2 separate regions of the Sus scrofa genome follow, and region 1 is linked to region 2. The links are chromatin contacts, called in public HiChIP or PLAC-seq maps. All regions are on one chromosome and are shown on one strand. The core of a region is the stretch at or near the end of the contact, and the rest is flanking DNA. Distances in the headings are between cores, read along the strand shown. Region 1 holds the start of CLTC (clathrin heavy chain). Region 2 holds the start of DHX40 (probable ATP-dependent RNA helicase DHX40).

What was found. HiChIP or PLAC-seq counts read pairs in DNA pulled down with a chosen protein or histone mark.
Region 1: a contact with region 2 is called in an H3K27ac HiChIP or PLAC-seq map of alveolar macrophages. The contact joins the promoter of CLTC here to the promoter of DHX40 in region 2. A contact is called at or near these places in 2 of 47 Hi-C or Micro-C datasets (liver and skeletal muscle) and 2 of 2 datasets of contacts at active chromatin or transcription factors (alveolar macrophages and skeletal muscle).

Annotation. Positions count from the first base shown.
Region 1 is chr12:35,846,241-35,852,743 of Sscrofa11.1, reverse strand. CLTC (clathrin heavy chain) reads right to left here and starts at 3,363. Exons shown (of 32, transcript NM_001146127.1): 1 at 3,322-3,363. The coding sequence starts at 3,363.
Region 2 is chr12:35,779,077-35,785,302 of Sscrofa11.1, reverse strand. It overlaps DHX40 (probable ATP-dependent RNA helicase DHX40), which reads right to left and starts at 3,749. Exons shown (of 18, transcript XM_005668994.3): 1 at 3,599-3,749; 2 at 2,537-2,704; 3 at 907-1,052. The coding sequence starts at 3,650.

The sequences.
Region 1 (6,503 bases), core at 2,114-4,613, 68 kb before region 2:
AGATAAATCTTCACTCTTATAAACACGTGAGTATGGCTGTAATAAATAATGCAGTCCAATGTCATAGTCAATAGCCTTAGGTAGCTATTTATATTAATTAAAAAGAAATAAAAGTAAAAAAACTTAGTTCTTCAGTCACACTAGTCACATTTCAAGTTTTCAATATGAGTACGTAGCTAGGATAAATTTTCATCATGGAAAAAGTTCTATTGAATAGTAATTCTCAAAAAGCAAAAGCCACACAGTAACAGTGATAGAAAAACATCTTGTTAAATATAATTCAAATACCATGTCAACTATCATCAGGTTAAGGTTCCTGAAATCATGTATTGCAATAAACACCAAAATGAAAACGACTGTGATTCTACACAGAGTTCCATGTCTTAAATTATTTCCTGAACAAAGTGAAAAGAAGTACATTCACTAGAATTAGCCACACCCCTTTAGGCTGAGTAAACTGACCATTAGGAAAATTCTGAAAAATCTGATACATCTTAATTTAGAAGCTATTCCTAGAGTAGACTGCAGCATAATTCCAGGCAGTACATCTCTTCCAGATAGTACAGTTAAGCATACAACATATCCCAGTAATATTTAGCATTGTTTTCTCTCTGCAAATCAAAATAACCATAGCAAGGACCCCTACCATTGAATTCACAACACAGTCCACGTCTGTATTTACAAGTCAAAGGGAAAATCACAGGGTAGGGAGATTTTTAATTGCAGACTCAAGAAACCTGGGAATACAGCAGAATGTATCAATCGGCATAAAAATACCTGAACCAAAAAATGAGAATTGCAGGCAACATTATACATAGCCTAGGATTTTTTTTCAGAACCTGCATTCTAGCAAAATCTTGCTCAACAGGCATTCATCTGTTCACTGCCATTAGCGTAAACATCCCCAAAAAGAAAAAAACTTTCACAACTATTTAATAGTCACTTGATGCAGTTCTGAGCCTTGATGGATGCTTTATCTGGCCAACAGTTCACCTTGTGAAGCTTTCACAGGCTAACTCTACACTCAAATTCCTCAATTCCAATTTCCAATTTTTATCCTAAGTGTTTCAGAAAGTATTCTGCTCCTAGCAAACTGGCAGGCAGTCAGAAGTCAAAAACCTAAGATGCCAATTAAAATAATCCTTATTAATTTTTATAAAGGGAAGGGACACTAATGAGAAGTCAGGCGTTATCCTGGAAGAGGTTGGTGATTAGGGCCCTGTGCAATCAATCATTATCAGCTGGAGTATACAGTCACCTTAGCATGCTTAAGCATGGCATATATATTGCTCAAAAAAATGAATGACTAAATTCTTCAAATACATTTGCGAGGTTACTTTACATTCTTCAAATTATTTGAGAAGGAAATGGCTTCACTTAAGTATTTGCAAAAACACTGAACCACTTAGAAATTAGACCCGTATTAAATCTGTCTTCAATTAGTGACAAGGTTGGAGTTCCATCTTTGGGATTATTCAACAATCTTGTCTCCTCTTTAACAAAAATGAAAAACTATTGTTCAAAACACCACTAGTCAAGAAATAAGGTTTACTAGTGGGTGGGCTATACCTCTGCTTTGTAATACAAACAATCGTAACTGCTTTTTTTCCTGTATGATTTTACAAACTTGTCTGCAGGAAGATTACAGTCCAGAAGCACTTTAGTCTGAGGACAAGGCTGTGTTTTCCCCTCAAACATTACTTTCCTAACCCCTGACAATCACTTACACCCCCGCCTTAAGAGAAGAAACCACAGCAACTAAAATTTGGATTGAGCATTAACAACTTCTGTATCCATTTTTCCACATAATGTTTTTTAACCTTTTGTAAAATAGTGTTCTACTACATCTGATAACCAAAGATAGCTGAATAAAGTGTATTCCTTAACTCATTTTTTGAGGAGATGATTATATTTCAAGACTTAAAGGAAAAGAAGTCTTGGTGATGCAAGTGTTACCTGTAAAAAAATTATTATGTTGGTAGTCAGAATATTAAACTTTTTTATTAACAGTAATCCTTTATGTATAACAATGGCAAGTAGAAAATAAAATAGCCTTCAATAGTAAAGTGTCCAAAAGGTCACTAGTATTAGTGTCACATCATTCCACTGGTACCTCTTTTGTAATAATAACATTACAAAATTAGTCCTTCAAATGACTGAACTGAGGCAGGCCTCTTTAAGGAAGTAACTGGAAAGAAAGCCTATTTTATGGATAAATTATTTCAGCCAAAGTAGAACCAGGAAAATTGGAAGCTCAAAAGAGACTTAATTCAGTCAAGCCCTCCAACGATCACCTGCCTGGGCCCGCCACGGGCATGTTGCCAGATAAGACAGTCTGTTGCCTACAGGATAATGCACCATGGGGAAGAACTCTAGAAGCTACTAAAGGAAGCCAACGGCAGACCAAATAACCTTGCATATCTCCGGGCAGGTGTGCTCTATCTCCAGGGCTCATTCAATTCCATGCAATCCTGAGGGAGATACTCAGGGCAAGCCAACTACCCGCTGGACCAGCAGACCCCAAGATAACCTCTGGACAACTCTTTTTCTCCCTTCTAGAAGCAAAGAGGGAATAAAAGCCACACCATTCCCAGAGAAATCAAAAAAGGGGAGAAAAGCCGAGTTCTCCTAGAAAACTTGATCCCACACACTCTGCGACTGACACCGCCCTGAGAAATATGTTCCCCCATTCTATCCTCCTTTTCCTTCAGTGACCTTCTCTGTTCCTACAGCCTCAGGGAAGGCGAGAGACATGCCACCGCCGTCCCCCCCCCCCACCCCACCCCAGGGAAGGTGCCTTTCCTGTTGAGAGCCGCAGAGGGAGGAAGAAAAAAGGCTGCTCCTCCCCAACCCACCCGCGCCACAACTCCAGGGTGCAGACACGAAGGGGAAATGGTAAGAGAGAGAGCAATGGGAGGTGACAGTCCTGCACTGGCCTAGGGGATAAGAATTCTTGCTCTACAAGAAACGCGGGAGAACCCTTCCCCCGCCCCCAACCTACCCAAATGAATGAACTGGATAAAACCGGGGGGTGGAAAGGTTAGTATGCGCAGTTCTTGTCATCCAGGAAGCGAAGATGAAAAAGCCTTCAAATCCAGGCCTGGCCTCGCTCCCCTATGTACCCAGACTCGCGTCCTTTCCATCCAAGCCCCCACATCATTTAACCCTTTAAGCTTTCCAAATAGTGCCCCCATTCTCCATCTACCCCAGGAACCGATTACCACCCCCCCATTCTACCCTTTTTGCTTGGGCTCAGACTCCAACTTCTTCCTTCCTACCGCCCTCTCTACATAGCCTTCACCAGCCAGGGCCCCACCGCACCTGAAGATGCTCCTGAAAACGAATTGGCAGAATCTGGGCCATGGCGCTGTCGGGGGGTATGGTCTCCTCCTGTCACTGGGGCTGCGGGGCAGTGGCTGCCCAGGCTCTCCAAGGGAGAGGAGGAGAAGGGGGAGGGGGAAGGCTGGGCTCGGCAGGATAGTCTCCGGGGACGCAGGAAACTGGCAGGCAGACGAAAGAGCTCAGGTCGGGGGCGGAGGCTCCAGGGTCCGGGAGAGCCGCAATGGCGGAACCGGGCGCAGCGCAGACTCCGGAAACGGCTGAGCCCTGCGGAGGGATCCTGGCGACAGAACTCCGCCCAAGTTGCCTCACCCCCTCCGCCTTATGTACCCCTCCACGGAGTGCCGCGATACAGCGGAGGCGCAGGAATTTGGGGCGCAGTGCGCTAAAAGCCTCACTTACTGCTACGACACGGTGGTAAATAGAGGACTCGAAGGGACTACTTTTTTAGCCTCATCACTTTCCCCGGCCGCCTGCTTTCCCTCCACCCTCCCCTTTTTTTTTGCATTTTGCCACATCATGCGACTAGGGGCGACTAACGTCATTTCCGTGGGCGCTTTAGGTCCCACCCACGTACTTCCGGGTGCACGTGATGCTGGTCGGGAAAGGTCGGCTGCTTACTGCTAGAATGCAGCGCGAATTTTAGGGAAGTGCGGCGTCTCCTGGGAATGAGGTGGCTGTTGGGCCGCCTTGAGGAACGGCGGTGCTGGTCCCTTCCCCTGTGGGCCTTACCTATTTAAACCGAGTCCCCTTACGAAGAAGACGTGGCGTGGGCAGATGGGCCCAGCCTCCCGCCCTCTCCGTGACTCAGGGAAACCGCCTCCCTGCAGAGCGCTCCTGGCAGCCGGCTGCGGCGCTCCTCCCCCGCCTAGTTTCATGTGGTGGGTGGTTTGTTACTTCCCAGGGAGGAGGGTATGAAATGGGGTTTAAAAACCCTCTCTGCACTTGTGCACGCCCTTCTGCCGTTTGCAAAAGCTGACGCTTGGGTTCTAACTAGAACTAGTAGTCTCTTCGGATATTAAACAGTTGGTTCACAGGACAGTGAAAGTCATTTATGAGTATCTCAAGCTGGCCTTGTGATAGCCTTTCTTAACGTTTCTGCGGACATTTTGGCGGACGTGTATATGGGTCTAGCTTCGTAATAAATCGTGTTGAAGAATTGTAGTGTCATGAATACACTTAAGAATTGGACTAAAATTGTAGTAGGAGGGTTTTTTAAAGTCATGTCTAGTAATGAGCCTCAAAGATTTCTTAAAGATAGTATGTAAAAACCTCGGTGTGGTTAATGTACACGCTTGGAGAAAGGGATTAACTATTACTGGTCTATTTCCCTGGGACCACCTGAACACTGTAAATTAGCAGTTTGGGGATGCAAGAGCTTCAAAGGGGGAGCACCGCGTCTTCTAACAGCATTAAGGTATCTAAGGTATTCATTATCGATTAATAAACTTCCCAGTACTTTATTGCTAAAGTATAAGCTGTAATATTGCATAATAGCCCAAATACAATAAAGTGAATTTTGTACTTTTCATCTTGTAAGAGATGTGATTGTTTTTCCAGAAAGATCTTGAAAAATTCAAGTACACATTAATTAGTGTCCTTTTCAGTTAAATATAAAACCCTATTAGGTATACAATAATTTTGTGTGTTAAGCAGTTTTGCTTAAAGAAATTTGCTTAATCATTTAAATTGCTTTAAATGTTTTTCCCAAAGTATATCTCACATACTGAGGATGAGAGAAGAATCTTTGGCCGGTAAGGCAGCAGACTGTTCTGCAAAGAAAAGCTTTGCCACCATGTCGTCAGAGTGACTATTTATGCTTGGCAAAATTTCATTGTGTTTTGTTAAGCCACATACTTGAAGATGTTTTGTATTCTGCAACATTTGAAATTACTTTCTGATACCAGTTTAGTAGTAGCTGCTTTGAATCTTTTTTGGAAGTAGACAAATTCTAAATTAAATATCTAAAGGTGTTTTATTACAGTAAAAGCAATAGTTTAATCAAGTTATATTTCCAGTTTCAGAATCTGGAATACAAGAGCTATGTCGTGAACCAATTACCAAAATTTTTATTAATAACTGGAATACAAGAGCTATGTCATGAACCAGTTACTAAAATTTTTATTAATTTTTATTAAATTTTTAATAATAACTTGCATTTTCAAACAGACCGTAATGTTAAATAATTTAGAATTCCCCAAAGTAATTGATTTTAGCTTGAGTATTTAGTGTGGAATAGCTAAGCAAAAGTGCACTGAGATTCTGTTAAAGTGACTGCTGTGTCATCACACACAGAAATCTAATAAATGCATTGTTTTCAGAAATCATTTAGAGAGAAGAAAAATAGATTTAATACGCCCGCTCATTTCGAATACTGTGTCCTTCAAGACGATAAATCAAAAGGTTTTCAAAAGAAAAAGTGGTCCAAATCAAAAACATTAAATAAAAAGCAAAACCCAAACCTATTACTTTTAAAGATCAATAATTTTGGCTGAGGTAATGAGAGTTTTTTATGTCAGTATACTGTTCTTGCTAATGGTATAGAGTCAGGACAAAGGTTGTCAATCCTTAATTTAGAAGCCACAAAGGCTGAGTCACTGTTAACAGTTACCTGAGCAGTTACTGAATGGCTTTGTTTTCAGGCACTACCTTAAGTTAGAGAAGATAGGAGAAACCCAGCATTTGTTTTGATGCATTAGGTTAACTATGACAGTCTTTAATAAGACTATTGCTATAAATGTATTATCATCCCAGCTTTTGGTTTCAGAAAATGTTTTAGTAAGGTAACCATGTTAAGATAAATGGTCAAATTCTTTGAAGATATTTTTTGCAGGATATTCAATAGTAGGTCCTTTTTCTGAGTCACAGCAGGTGCTATTAGCAAAAATGGCATTGCTCATCTGCTATTTTGAGGCATACCAGTTTGTCAAAACCTATACAAGAAAACCTTATTGTGTCTCTAATTTTATATTTTATGCCAGGAACTATGCTACGTGTGTGTGTGTGTGTGTGTGTGTGTGTGTGTATCTTACAGTGGGAATGACACATCAGAAAAACTTTTCACTGTAGGATTTCTCTGAAATTTTTCGTCTTTAAGCAACTCAGGATTTAAGGCCCCTGCCTTTTAACTTGACCTTTTAAAAACAGCATGAGGTTTAGAGGAT
Region 2 (6,226 bases), core at 2,500-4,999:
GTTGTAGTGTAGGTCACAGATGCAGCTTGGATGTGGCGTTGCTGTGGCTGTGGTATAGGCCAGCAGCTGCAGTTCTGATTCGACGCCTAGCCTGGGACCTTCCATATGCCACAGATTCGGCCATAAAAAGCAAAAAACAAACAAACAAACAAGTTACCAGGGACTGGGGGGGGTGGTAATGTGAGGTTACTACTTAATAGATACAGACTTTCTGTTTGGGATAGTGAAAACAGTCTGAAAATAGGGAGTGATAATGGTTACACAACACTGTGAATGTTCTTAATGCCAATGAATTATACACCTGAAAACGATTAAAAAATGGTAAAAACAGTACATTTTCTACAATAAAAACATTTTTAAAGAATACAAATATGAGTTACATGTCAAGGATCCTTAGAGCTAAAATATGTAAGAGAATCCTATGAAAAATCAGCATACCTGTCATATAAACTAATTCAGAAGGGAAAGAATGGGATAAAATAGACATCCCGAAACTACACCATTAACAATGGGCAACACACATTAATTCCAATCTGAGGCATTATTTCTTTAAAACGTAAATGGAATTTTGAAGTTGCATTTTTTTTTTTTTTTTTTTAGGGCTGCACCTGAAGCATACGGAAGTTCTCAGGCTAAGGGTCTAACTGGAGCTACAGTTGCCGGCCTACACCACAGCCACAGCAACGAGGGATCCGAGGCAAGTCTTCGACGTACACCACAGCTCACGGCAACATCAAACCCTTAACCCACTGAGTGAGGCCAGGGATCAGACCCACATCCTCATGGATTCTAGTCTGGTTTGTTAACCACTGAGCCATGAAGGGAACTCCTGAAGCTGAAATTTTTCATAACTTTCTCTGTTCTACCTATAGGATTATAGTACTTAAACCAACAACGCTTTTGTACCTTAGAGCTGCAATCATCAAAACGAACTTGGTATCCTACTTTGGATCCCAAAGTGCATTTCATTTCTTCAGCAACCCTCTGAGCAACAGATATGGCAGCTACTTTTCGTGGCTGAGTCACACCAATCATGCCATGCTGTGAAAACCCTATCAAAACCAGAGGTAAAAAACACAGAAATGTTAACAATTGCTTCCCATTACAGCTAACTTGTTTCTGGTCAATCAATACAAACTGTTAAGAGTATTTCTAAAAGAAAACTCTAGGGAGTTCCTATTGTGGCGCAGTGGAAATGGATCCAACTAGTATCCATGAGGATTTGAGTTCAATCCTTGGCCTCAATTAGTGGGCTGGGAATCCCGAGTTGCTGATGCAGCTCAGATCTCGCACTGCTGTGGCTGTGGCATAGGTCAGTAGCTACAGCTCTGATTCGACCCTTAGTCTGGGAACTTCCAAACAAAACAAAACTCTACAGATTAATACCACCTTGTATTACATTTGCATAAATTTAAGTACTAATTAAAAATAAGACAACATATTAATAACCATTCTAAATGTACATATTTTAATCAGGTTTTTCCCATTTCATTCCTTTTTATTTTTTATTTTTTTGGTCTTTTTAGGACCACACCTGGGGTATATGGAAGCTGCCAGGCCAGGGGTTGAATCGTAGCTGCAGCTGCTGGCCTACATCACAGCTCACAGCAACACCAATCCTTAACCCACTGAACGAGGCCAGGGATCTGCATCCTGATGCATCCCAGTTAGGTTGATTTCCACTGGGCCAGAAATAGGAACTCCCTATTAGCTTTTTTTTTTTTTTTTTTTTTTTTGTCTTTTTGCCTTTTCTAGGGCTGCACCTGTGGCATATGGACGTTCCCAGGCTAGGGGTCTAATCGGAGCTGTAGCCGCCAGCCTTCCCCAGAGCCACAGCAATGAGGGACGGGATCCGAGCCGCATCTGCGACTTACACCACAGCTCAAGACAATGCTGGATTCTTAACCCACTGAGTGAGGCCAGGGATTGAACCTGCAACCTCATGGTTCCTAGTTGGATTCGTTAACCACCGAGCCACGACGGGAACTCCCTCCCTATTAGCTTTTAAGAAAAGGATATTTTTGGGAGTTCCCATCATGGTGCAGTGGAAACGAATCCAACTAGGAGTGATGAGGTTTACTTCCTGGCCTCCCTCAGCGGGTCAAGGATCCAGGTTGTGGTGTGGGTTGCAGATGAGGCTCGGATCTGGCGTTTCTGTGGCTGTGGTGTAGGCTGGCATCTACCGCTCCGATTAAACTCCTAGCCTGGGAACCTCCATATACTGAAGGTGTAGCCCAAAAAAGACAAAAAGACCAAAAGAAAAAAAGAATAGGAAATTTTTGGAGTTCCCATTGTGGCTCAAAGGAAACGAATCTGACTAGTATCCATGTGGCTGCAGGTTCGATCCTTGGCATCGCTCAGTGGGTTAAGAATCTTGGATCCCTAGTTGCTGTGGCTGTGGAGTAGGCCAGCAGCTATCGCTCCAATTTGACCCCTAATCTGGGAACCTCCATATGCCACCAGTGTGGCCCTTTAAAAAAAAAAGGGTGGGGGATATTTTTTAAATACTCCCAATATTACCCCAGAATAAAATTACCTGCTTCATATAGATACTTTGGAAGTTGTGTTGTTTTACCACTTCCTGTATTTCCAGTAACAATAAGGAATGAATTGTCCCTCACAGCCTGAATAAGTTTTTTTCTTTGTTTTTGAATAGGAAAAGTTGGAGTAGTTCCTCCCTCCTGTGATGTGCATCCTTTCTCTTCTGTAATAACAACAAAAAAGTTTATAAATTAAAAGACCTGTAAAAACATCACTAACTCAATTTCTCAGAAATGAAAAGAGAACGACAATAGAATTTCAGGGCTAGAAAGACTCAAACCATGACTTCTCAGTTAAATCACTCACATCCAATTTGCAAGTAAGGGTTTTTATAAGCCCAATGCAACTTTATAGTCAGCTCTAATAACTTGAGCATTTGCTAATGCATGACTCAAAGTATCTGCCAGAGTAAGCCTAGTATAAGGCAAAGTATTTGCAAACACACCTATACAGAAACACAAAAGCCAATTTTATTAAACAAAACACCCAAAACCGGAACACAGAAGAAAAACTCTCAGCTGAATTAAAAGCCACCTGTGTTTGCTTCTGATTCATGGTTCAAGTTAGGTCCCTGTTCAGAGTGACTGATATCCCAGAAGGCCAAGTGGTGGGTAACCATGGAAACTGGCTCCTGGAAACTGGCTCCCTTCATACCGTACCCAAAGGCAGGCTGGCGGCCCGACGAAGGGGCGGGGGGGGGGGGAAATGGGTAGAGAACAAAGGCTTTATGAGCCTATTTAAGAGCAGAACGCGTCTCTGCGCTGGGGTTCACTTTTTTGTACCCCAGTAGGGTTTTCACCCAACTTGCGTCTGGGACCGCCCCCCTCTAGACCAAAGTGCTCACTGGACGCAAAGTTCGGTTCCCGCTTGGAGGGCGACAAAAACGCTACAACCTCCACCCTACTCTTCTCTGCCTGCCTAAGGCAGACTTTTATCTTTCCCAAACCCCCCCATGCCCTAACTCCCGCTGGCCTCCGTAGTGTCCCGCGGACCGCACCTCTATCCGCGATGGTAACAGCCGAAGGCCGCTCTTCCTGAAGGTCTCTTGAGCGCTCACCTTCCTCCTGCCGCCTTGGCGCCCTGCCCGCGACGGCGGGAAACCGGGACATAGACCTGGCCCCAAGCGGAGGTGAGCACGTCCACCGATCTGAGGAGATGGGAGGGGAAAGGCGAAGACGCGCCCTGATGACGTCGAGGTGTTTACTTCCGCGCGTGCGACTCGAGCAAGGGGAGGGGCAGATGTTCGTTGACTTGGCGCGCGGCGGGCGAGCAGTTCCCCAACCCGCGCCACGCGGCTGCGAGCAGACGGTCCACCCCGGAGTGTCCTCCGCTGCCTGAAGGTGTACGCTGCGCGGGTGTTGTAAAGCCAGCCCCGAGGTCCGGAAGCGCTCCCTCCTGTTTCTCTTCTTATGCGCAAAAGGGCACGGGACACCTTTTTGCTCAGTGGTCCCTGCAAGCCTAGCCTACCTTCACACACCTAACGTTATGTGACCGTTTGCCAGGAGCTGGAACCTTACTAGAGGTGTTCCATAATATTGTCACTTTGCGTATCCTGAATTGACCCGTTTAAGGCATACATCCCACGAGTTGCAGAGCCGAACTTCTGGTTCCATAGGATCCAAAACTTACGTCGCATACGCTCTACATTCCCTTCGCAGGATCCTGCATTTTAATTTATTTCCATGTTTATTTTCTTTCCCTTTTCCCCAAATAGATGCAAGCGCGGCAACTTCAGAAAATCATGGAACGTTCAGCCTGGCAAAGTGATTCGAAGTGGGCTGGTTTTTGAATTTGCTGGGTGGATGAGTGAATGATTGATCTGCAGAGGAGTTAAGCTCACTTTTAATGGCTGTGGGTTCCTTGGAAACCACAAGCGCTGAAAAGTTTAAAAGATATACAACAATCAAGGGTGGGGTGACTTTTTCAGAAAGGCAATTTGGGGAGCAGTCTTCCTGACATAGAACCTTAAAATTTTGTTAAGTGATGTCAGTCGTAATAACAAAATCTGTGCAAGAAGGTTGTTTTCCGACTTTTCAACCATTCCTACTGTTAGAATTAACCAACACTGGAGTTCCCATTGTGGCTCAGCAGTAGCAAACCCGAACTGGAGGCGGGTTCCATTCCTGGCCTCTCTCAGTGAGATCTGGGTTATGTAAGGATACTGCGTTGTGGTGAGCTGCAGACCTGGTGTTTTTGTGGCTGTGGATCTAGCGTTGCTGTTGCTGTGGTGTAGGCTGGCATAGATGCAGCTCTGATTGGACCTGGGAACTTCCATATGCCGAAGGTGCAGCTGTAAAAAGGATAAAAAAAAAAAAAATGAACCAACACTTACAGCTGAAGAAAACAATGCAAGCTGTCACTGTGCATTAACTAAAGGCTACTACTCTCCTATCTGACCAACCTTCAGATGATGTCATTGGACCCCAAGATTTTTCTGTGCTCATTAAAAATTTGTGAATACCAACTCCTTTTAGAGGGGACGGGTTAACATCTCTGAAAATGCAAGTTTGTCATATTTTGAGTGAGAACAACTTTCTAACAAATTTATATCGCCAAAGCCTGGGAGCTACAAGAATAAATCTGGTAAGAGAAGGACATCCCAGATTTTTCTCATCCTTTAAGAGAATCTCCCAACCTCCCAGATTCTGTTAGAAATTCAAAATATTCAAATCACGAGTTGTGGCTCAGTATAGTAGGTTAAGGACGTTGTCTCTGGGAGAGTGTAGGTTCCATCCCTTGGCTCACTCAGTGGGTTAAGGATCCAGTGTTGCTGTGAGCTGTGGTGTAGTTTGCAGACCTGGCTTCAATCCCGAGTTGCTCTGGCTGTGGTGTAGGCCAGAAATGGCAGCTCCAATTCGATTTGACCCCTAGCTTGGGAACTTCCATATGCTGCAGGTGCAGCCCTAAAAAAAAAAAAAAAAAGGAAAAGAAAGAAAATAACCATTATACTATAATGGGAGATGGAATTCTCTAAATCTTGGTGGCTAATACATTTTCTTCCAATGTTTGTAAATCAGCTATTAGAGAATGACTCTGTTCTCATGTGAGAACCACCTAGTGAGAGTATCCAGAATAAAACCTGCAAGCCAAGAATAAAGAAAAGTAAAAGTGAAAAACTCAAATGTTGATTTTAAAAATCAAGGAAATTTAGGAGTTCCTGTTGTGGCTTAGTGGCTAACGAATCCGACTAGGAACCATGAGGTTGTGGGTTCAATCCCTGGCCTCGTTCAGTGGGTTAAGGATCCGGCATTGCTGTGAGCTGTGGTGTAGGTTGCAGATGCAGCTCGGATCCCGAGTTGCTGTGGCTCTGGTGAAGGCCGGTGGCTACAGCTCCGATTAGACCTCTAGCCTGTGAACCTCCATATGCCGCAGGAGCGGCCCTAGAAATGGTAAAAAGACAAAACAAAACAAAACAAAACGAGGACATTTAAAATATGTTGCCATTAATATGCTCAGGGCTATTGCATATTGAAAGATCAACAATTATTTCCTGCCTAGTGAGTTTACAAACTACAGTGGCAAACAAGATACAAACATAGGATGAAAATGGAAAGTACATGAGTTGGATCTGAGAAGAAAAGTCAGTGTTCCCAGCAACATTGAATCTATTTCATGTTATCTTTGGGTCACAAGGAAAACCTGAAAGAAATGATATGCAAAGAAGTAAGAGAAGTATACCTTGCAC